Linked DNA regions of Mus musculus: region 2 is linked to region 1. Evidence: chromatin contacts called from public promoter capture Hi-C data. All regions are on one chromosome and are shown on one strand. The core of a region is the stretch at or near the end of the contact, and the rest is flanking DNA. Distances in the headings are between cores, read along the strand shown.

Evidence for each region. Promoter capture Hi-C pulls out the DNA fragments that hold promoters and counts their contacts.
Region 2: a contact with region 1 is called in a promoter capture Hi-C map of pre-B cells, with 4 times the contacts expected there. The contact joins the promoter of Rnf44 here to the promoter of Sema4d in region 1.

The regions. Positions count from the first base shown.
Region 1 is chr13:51,791,534-51,795,264 of GRCm38.p6, reverse strand. It overlaps Sema4d (sema domain, immunoglobulin domain (Ig), transmembrane domain (TM) and short cytoplasmic domain, (semaphorin) 4D), which reads left to right and starts at 1,587. Exons shown (of 16, transcript NM_013660.5): 1 at 1,587-1,768.
Region 2 is chr13:54,685,875-54,690,032 of GRCm38.p6, reverse strand. Rnf44 (ring finger protein 44) reads left to right here and starts at 2,225. Exons shown (of 11, transcript NM_001146026.1): 1 at 2,225-2,539.

The sequences.
Region 1 (3,731 bases), core at 338-2,837:
GTGTTCCTCCTGTTGTGATGGCTCCCCAACCATAAAATTAGTTTTGTTGCTACTTTGTAACTGTAATTTTGCTACTGTTATGAATTATAATGTAAATATCTGTGTTCTCCAATGGTCTTAGGTGACCCCTGTGAACAAGACCTTCGAATTCCCACCCTCAAAGGGTTCTTGACCCACAGGTTGAGAAACACAGCCCTAGAGCAAAGACAACCGACCCTCCTCTGGTTGGTTCTACTGTTTTGACCTCTAGTAGGCCTATTGTGCTCTCTGAGCCAGCACTGACTGGCACACCTAACCTGAAGAAGCTTCCTGGTTCTTTCTAGGACCTTCTATCCTTTAGGAAGGGCTTGCTCAGTTTAACTGCTGTCAGCTGCCTGCCTTCCCAACAGCCTCATCCCTGCTGGAAGCCCCTAAGGGCCTTCTGGAATTCAGGAAGCCACCAGTCTGCCTAGAGACTGGTCTTGATCTATTTCTTGGTTCTTCCGGCAGGTTCATTAAGGAACTGGGTTTCCTTTTAGGGAGGGACTGTGTCTCTGGGCAGCACTTCCCACCTGGCCAGTTACTGTGTGAACTGAGGGTCACTTCTCCCTTCAAGGGCAGAAAAGGACATGCCCTGTGGCTGCAGTGTGTGTGTGTGTCTGTGTGTGTGTACCCATGCAATATGCCATGAGGTCAACCCAGGTGTTGTCCACTTAGTTTTAGGAGACAGGGTCCCTTACTGAAATCTGAGTCTGACTTCGGATTAAGTAAGGCAGGCTGGCTGGCCAGTGAACTCCATCCAGGGTTCCACCAATAGTCTCTGCCTCAACACTGGGATTACAACAAAGCACCACTGTCTGGGTTTTTTTTTAATCATAGGTTCTGGAGCACCAACCTCAGAAAGCATGTTAAGGACCTGGCTATGTCTACCCTTTGTACCAACCAACTTCGGAAGGCCCAGAATTAGTTAGAAATGTATCTCATCGGGAGCTGCATACAGGAAGCCTTGGTCCATGGGAAGAACCACCCACACCTTGCATTGAGAACCCCAAAGGGTCTATCCTAGATCATAAAGGTAAGAGCCCAGCATCTCTGGGGTCAACGCTGGTGACCCCAGAGCATGGGGCACAGGAGACTTTGGGGACCTGGACGAGCAGGCTGGATCATTAGGAGGCTGAAAGGATCAAAAGGCTCCTTTTGCTGGTAATCTCCTCTGTTTTCAAGAGACCAGACTTGGGTAGGAAAGAGCCCCTGGGGTCTGGACCATGGGGCTTTGGGGGATGGGGGACGGGGGGGGGGGGACACGGGGGAAGAGGACGAGGGAGTTGGATGAAAAGAGGAAGAGGTGGTGGAAGGTAAATGGGGAAGGAAAGGAAGGGAGGGAGAAAGGAAACAAGAGGGGAGCAGGAGAAAAAGACTGGGGTAGGTGAAGACAGGGGCGGGGCGCGGGAGGGCAAGGAAGAAGGGAGAGAGGTTGGGGTGAGAGGAGGGACTAGGAGGAAGGGGGAGGGGCGAAGGGAGGGAAGAGACGGGAGGGGGAGGGGAGGAGGCGGGAAGGGAGGGAGAGGGGGTGGGGCCTGCACGCTAGCCCCGCGCCCTCCTTCCCCACGCCGGCCTCCGCTCCCTCTCGCGCCGCAGCATCTCCGCGCGTCTCCCGGCCTCCCCGACTCAAGCTCCTGGCGCCGTTCGCCTCTGTCGTCGCTGCCACCAACGCCGCCGCCATTCTTGGCGCGGAGCTGGCCTGGCCAGCCCCCGCCGAGAGCCTCCGCGGGTCGGACGCGCGCTCCAGGTAAGCGACTGGGCCGGCGCGGGAGGAGCGCGCGCGGGGTTGGGCAGGTGCGCGGAGCGCGGCGAGCCCCCGCGGTAAACCTAGGAACCCTGTTGGAGCCTCTCCTGCGACCCCCTCGGGGCTCCCAGGATCCCTCTCCGAGCTTCTTCCCCAGGTTCTCCCACACCGCTAGGACCTAGTCTGCATTCCCACCTGGATGCCCCCGGACTCCCTCTGCGTTCGCATCAGGATCCTTTGGGTCCCCTCTGAGTCCCATCCGGATTCCTCACCCCCCTCTACATTTCCACCGCGTTTTCCAGACCCTCTCTGCAGTTCCACCCCAGCCCGGATCTCTCTCCGGCGTCCCTTCCCTAGCTCCCGCCAGGCCCTGGCAGGCAGGTGGCTGGAGCAGGGACACGGGACAGGCAGCGGATGCGACTTGACCAGCCAGGCCCTGCACGCTGGGACCCCCGGGTGCTGACTCCTTGATCGGTGCCTCCCAGGTCAGGCCCGGTGCCCGTAGCCGGGCTCCCAGCCCCGGCCTAACCAGCTTCTATTTCGGTCTCCCAGGCCTTGGCTCGGGTGCACCGGATGTGGCGCGGTGCACTCAGACAGGTGCGGCCGCGGTGAGGTTGCCACCGCCGGGCAGTGGGCACTGCAAGGCGGTGGCTTCCTGGAAGATTCGGGCTGCGTTATTCTAGAACCGCCCGGAACCACCACCAGCTTTAGCTCGAGCTGCACCTGTTGCTGGCGCCCGATGATTTGCAGGGGGCTGGTTCTGTTGGGGCTCAGCCAGTTATGGCTTGGGGAAAAAAATCAGCCAAAAAACAAAACAGCGCTGAGCACGTAGCTGCCCTCTATATGTTTTCTGTTTAGTCTCTCTGTGGGTGAATGTGGAGTTTTGGCTTTCAATGAAGCATGTGGTGAAGGCCTGCCCCTACATACTGGGTCATTTGCCACATGAACTTGTCCTGCTTTTGTTTTGAAAACCCTCACTGTGTGGAGCACAGCCCAGGCCCGTGGGTGGCCCAACCTCTCACTGGACTGGGGGCCTGTAGCCAGCCATCTGACCCAGCTGTGGGTCTACCAGGCGCTACCAAACGGAAGTTTCCTTCCCAGGAGGGTGAAGTGACACCAGCGGTCTGTCACTTCATATGTGCCCCTGGCGTCTGACTTGTCTCTTGTCTGCCCAGGCAGGCAGGGTTATTTGGGAATGTTTACAGTGTCCCAGAAGCAGGCAGTCTTGGGCAGAGGTGGGGGTAGATCCCGGTAGCGACTATAATGGCCTGATTGTCATTTTGACCGTTGCTGTCTGTGTGCATCACGTCAGAGCGATCATCTGTTGAGAAGCGGAATGGATAGAATAGTGAGCAGGGATGTTGGTGTGGGCAAAGCTTGTCTTTCCTGACCATAAGACTCAGTTAGGTCTGGCTGGTCCACACAGCAAGTAAACCAAAGAAACAGACACACGTTGCCTATACCAGTTGTGGCATTGCCGTTCTTGCACGATGGATGTGCGACCTGGAGCCAGGGCAAGAGTCAGAGGCTGCCTTCCTGTGATGGGCTTGTTTAAGTCTGTCCTTTGAAATGGAGCTGCGAAGTCCCTCTGTCTATAGACTCCAATGACTTCTGGCTGTCATTGTGTGCCTTACAGAGACTCCTCCCCAGTGGTTGGAGTCTTGGCAGGTGGCTGCCTGCCCTGGACTGAGGGATGAGGTGCCTGGTGTGGACCGTGCTGCCTCAGGAATCCAGGGGGTCTGGGGCCAGGGCAGTGTGTCTGGTGACATCATCCACTTGTGGACAGTTGCTTCTCTAGGCTGTCTTTTATGGACAGTGTCCAAGGAGGCCTTTCCCACCCCAGGCATGGTGTGTGGTGGGCCAGGGCTATGGGAATGGGTGCTAATGGACAGCATGATCAATAATGCATCTCAAAGATCAATGGTTTTCTTTAGCCATTTGAGGTGTTTCTAGAGGGAGCCTGCCC
Region 2 (4,158 bases), core at 976-3,475, 2.9 Mb before region 1:
AACTCTAGTTCTCAGGGGTCCAATGATATATTCTGGCCCTTACAAGCATTGCCTGTGAGTTGTACAAACATATAGGCAGACACACCCTCATACATATACATAAAATGATAAAGTCCTTTAAAAATAAGCCTAAGATATATTGTTTTATAGGTTTTGGCAATTTTATTCAGTGGGTTGTACTGTCTAGAATTTGTATTTTGAGACAAGATTCCTGTGTAGCCCTAGCTGTCCAGTCTGTAGATCAGGGTGGCCTCTAACTCAGAGGCCACCTGCCTTTCCCAGTTTCTGGGATTAAAGGCATCGGCCACTACACCCAGTTTTGTCTAGAATTTTTTGTTTGTTTGTTTTTTGAGACAGGGTTTCTGTGTATAGCCCTGGCTGTCCTGGAACTCAATTTGTAGACCAGGCTGGCCTCAGAAATCCATCTGCCTCTGCCTCCGAAGTACTGGGATTAAGGGTGTGCACCACCACGCCCGGCTAGAATTTTTTTGAATAGAATTTTATGTGTATTGGTGTTTTGCCTGCATGTATGTCTGTGTGAGGGTGTCAGATTCCTTGGAGCTACAGACAGTTGTAAACTGCCCTGTGGGTGCTGGGAAATGAACCCTGGTTCTCTGGAATAGTAACTAGTGCTCTTAATCGCTGAGCCATCTCTCCAGCCCTCTGTCTAGAATTTTTAAAAGCAAATACACAGTTACCAAATTAAAAAAATTTAAACTAGGAGTGGTGGTATAATGCCTGTAATCTCAGCACTTGGGAAGAGGATCAAGAGTTGAGGCTGCCTGAGATAGAGGAGATTATGTTTATAAGCACACAAAAACAATAGTAATACAAAGAAAAATTTAAAAATCTGCCCTCCTTGCTGGGCAGTGGTGGCATAATCCCAGCACTTGGGAGGCAGAGGCAGGTGGATTTCTGAGGCCAGCCAGGGCTATACAGAGAAACCCTGTCTCAAAAAACAAATCTGCCCTCCTGAACAGGTGCACCCTAATGAGAATTCCTGTGTCTTTTCCCAAATCACTTCCCACTGTATGCTGATACAATATTCAGTTGAAATTGATAATATTGTTACACCTTGTTAGTAAATTGGTTTGTTTTTTAAATATTTGGGATTATGGGATGCATCCACAAAGTACAGAGTGTCACCCATCTGTAGCCACAGAGGTTTAACAAATGTTGCCATTTTCTACTGACATCCTGTTCTGGGTTGGTGGACTCTGTAGTAGTCCAGTTACTACAGACCGGCCTAGTAGACATGAGTGCTTTAGGTAATGGTGATGTTCTGCTTATATAATCGATGCAGACACACCATACCCCACTTTGTATGTTTGCCTGGCCGGGGGGGGGGGGGGCATCCTAAGGGGACACCGACGTCTGCCCCCTCTCTCGCCTCAGCTGTGTTACTATCTGGGTGTGTGATATTTTTGTTGCTTGTATTTTGAAGACAAGGTCTCTGTAGCTATGTAGACCAGGCTGTTCTCGAACTATTGATCCGCCGGTCCTGGAGGAGTGACTCTTCTTTCCGGTACAGTGGCTTGCTTGTCCTGATCCCTAGGCTCTCAGTCGTTGAGAAGCTTAGAGAACTAAACTGCAGAAACCTCCCTGGGCCTGGTTCAGGAGATCCCAACTCTTCCCACTTCAGCTGAACTAGAGCCTCTCCACCCCTTTTCCCGGGCCGCGCTAGGGGCGGGGTGCCGAGATGTTTCTGTGACGTCAGCACGCGCAAGACCAATCCCCCTACCCAGGAGACGTTAAATCATTTGCATGGCTCCTCAGTCATTGGTCTCTTCAGCCCTGGGTTGTCCCAGCTGTTTAAAGGCGCCGTCTAACGGAACAGAAAGCGAGCGAGTAGAGAGGCGAGGTGAGCTATGAGGTCATCGCAGGCCTGCCGGGCTTGTGGTGACGTCATCTCCGGGAAGTGTGCTTGCCGAGCTAAGAGCGGTCCTCTCACCTCGGCTGCGTGAGAGGCTGCGTGCCCCACAGAGGCCGCGGCCCTAAGAAGGTAACCTTGACCTGTTAGTGCGTGCCACGGTCCCCGTACCTGGGCTCGCACCGCTCATCACCTGCGACTCGGCCTTGTGGGCTTTGAAGTATGAGGTGGGGGCGAAGAGGCTTTTTTAGCCAGCCTTTCAAGATGGCGACCCGCTAGTCACGTGCCGCCCGCAGGACGCGATTGGCCGACGCGCGGCGCGGGGCGGGGCCTGCGGGGCGGGGCCTGCGGGGCGGGGCGGGTGTCCGCTCTTGCCGCTACTGTTTGCTTGCGCGTCCTGGCGCGCCCCCGCGAGCCGCCTCCCGCGCTGCGCGCCCCCGCCGATCCGAATGTTGTGAATCAAAACGTGGGGCTGGTTCCATCCGGCCGCCGCGGACAGTTCTTAAAGGGCCAGCCCGCCGGAGAGCACAGCTGCGTCCTGCGCCGCCCTTCTCTCGGGCCCGGGCTGGGGAGGCGGAAGACAGAGCAGGCTCGCGAAGGAGCGGGCGCTTCACCGTCCGCACCCCGCATCGCGAACAAAGGAGCCCGCGTGTGGTCGGACGGCTGCCGGTGAGTCGGGCCGGGCCTCTTAACTTCGGACCCGCACCCCGGAACTACGGCTCCCTCGGGGACGCGTTGTTTGCCGGCCTCGTAGGCGTCGATCCCGGGCTGAGGGAGTGGTGGGAGACGGCGGCGGGGCCCCCGGGCCAGGTGCTGCCTGCGGCTACCTAGTCCGGGCCGCTCTTCTGCCTTGCAGAGCGCTGCGGTGGAGGGGAAGGAGCCAACCCCTCCCCCTGCAGCCGCCACTTCCTTTGTTGTTGCTTTTGTCTCACGCCGAGCACATGGTCCGGGATCCTCGGCTCTTAAAGTCACAGCGCTCTAGCCCCAGCGGTGCTGCCTGCCTTTTCCCCTCAGTGTTCCTCCGAGTGCGGCATTACGGAGTAAGGGGAACAACGGAGGCCCCTCCTGAGACAGGTGTACGAGCTTCGGTCCCATCCCCAAGGAGGGGTAGCTTTGGAAAACTGCTGGAGCCCCACGGCCTGCTTTGGGGAGGAGCCTTATCCTCTGGGACTTTGTTTTCCTTCCCCATAATGTGAACACCTAGTTTCTTGTCTGTGGCTTTTTTAGGGGCGCCCTGGGGAGATTTCAGTCTCTATTGTTAATAAGGCTTAGCCGAAACTAAAGGGGTTCTTTAACCAAGGTCACCCAGGGAGTCTAAGCTGGCCAAGGTGTGGTGGTTCCGCCCTAAATCGCCTCCTCGGCCTTTGTGGGAGTTGGGAAGCTCCTACTTAGAGGGAGGTACGGCGAGCATGTAGGGTAGGGGAACTTGTATTCCCACCTAAGCCTGCTCGTCTGCTAGAGGGAGTGAATCTTTCTGCAAACCGACCCTATTCGACTCTACTCAAGGGTTAGAATGTGTGCTTGGGACTCTGTACTTGGCTGGCGGGGTTGTGGACCCATGGGGACAAGAGATAGACTTAGGGGAGTTTACACAAACTTTATGGATAGAGAGCAGTACAGTGAAGAGAGGTGTGGGAAAGCAGTGGTGCTGGTTGACCTTGAGTGTGTTGATTGGTCCAGCTCAGTCACTCTTGCGTCTCTGGGACACTACTCACGCATAAAGATACTACATCTCACACGTGGCTCCTGAAGTACTCTGTAGTTTTCCCTCCGACCACTGTCATTGAGACTACTGGGGCTTTGGGTCTAGGGAACCAGCCAGGAGGACCAATTGTGTTCCCCGTGGTCTAGAACAAGTCCTTGGGGTTTCAGTAACTGAAATGGGTGTGTCCCCTCTTTACCACTTTAGTTTCTGGCAGGAGTTAAAGAACCACCTTTCTGTTCCTCAGGTACACTGCTGGACACCATGCTCGTGCCTCCTTTAGCGCTTAGGGACTTGTGTCTACCTAGGGTAGGGGTGCAGGAGGAGGCCAACCATTCACACCACAGCTGGCCTTCACTTAAGGCTGCCTCTTCTCTTCCCTTTAAAGTAGCCTTTGATGGGTCCCTGAGAGATCGTTCTTAGGTTCCCATTTTTACAGAGGAGGAATCTGAAGTTCAAGGAGAGGAAGTGATGGGCCTAAGACCCTGGCAAGAAGTTGGGGGTGATGCTGTTACCTTTGGCTCCATTGCTTCCCACTAGATGTCCTTCTGTCTGCTGGGTTGGGATAGGCCAGGCATCTTGTTTC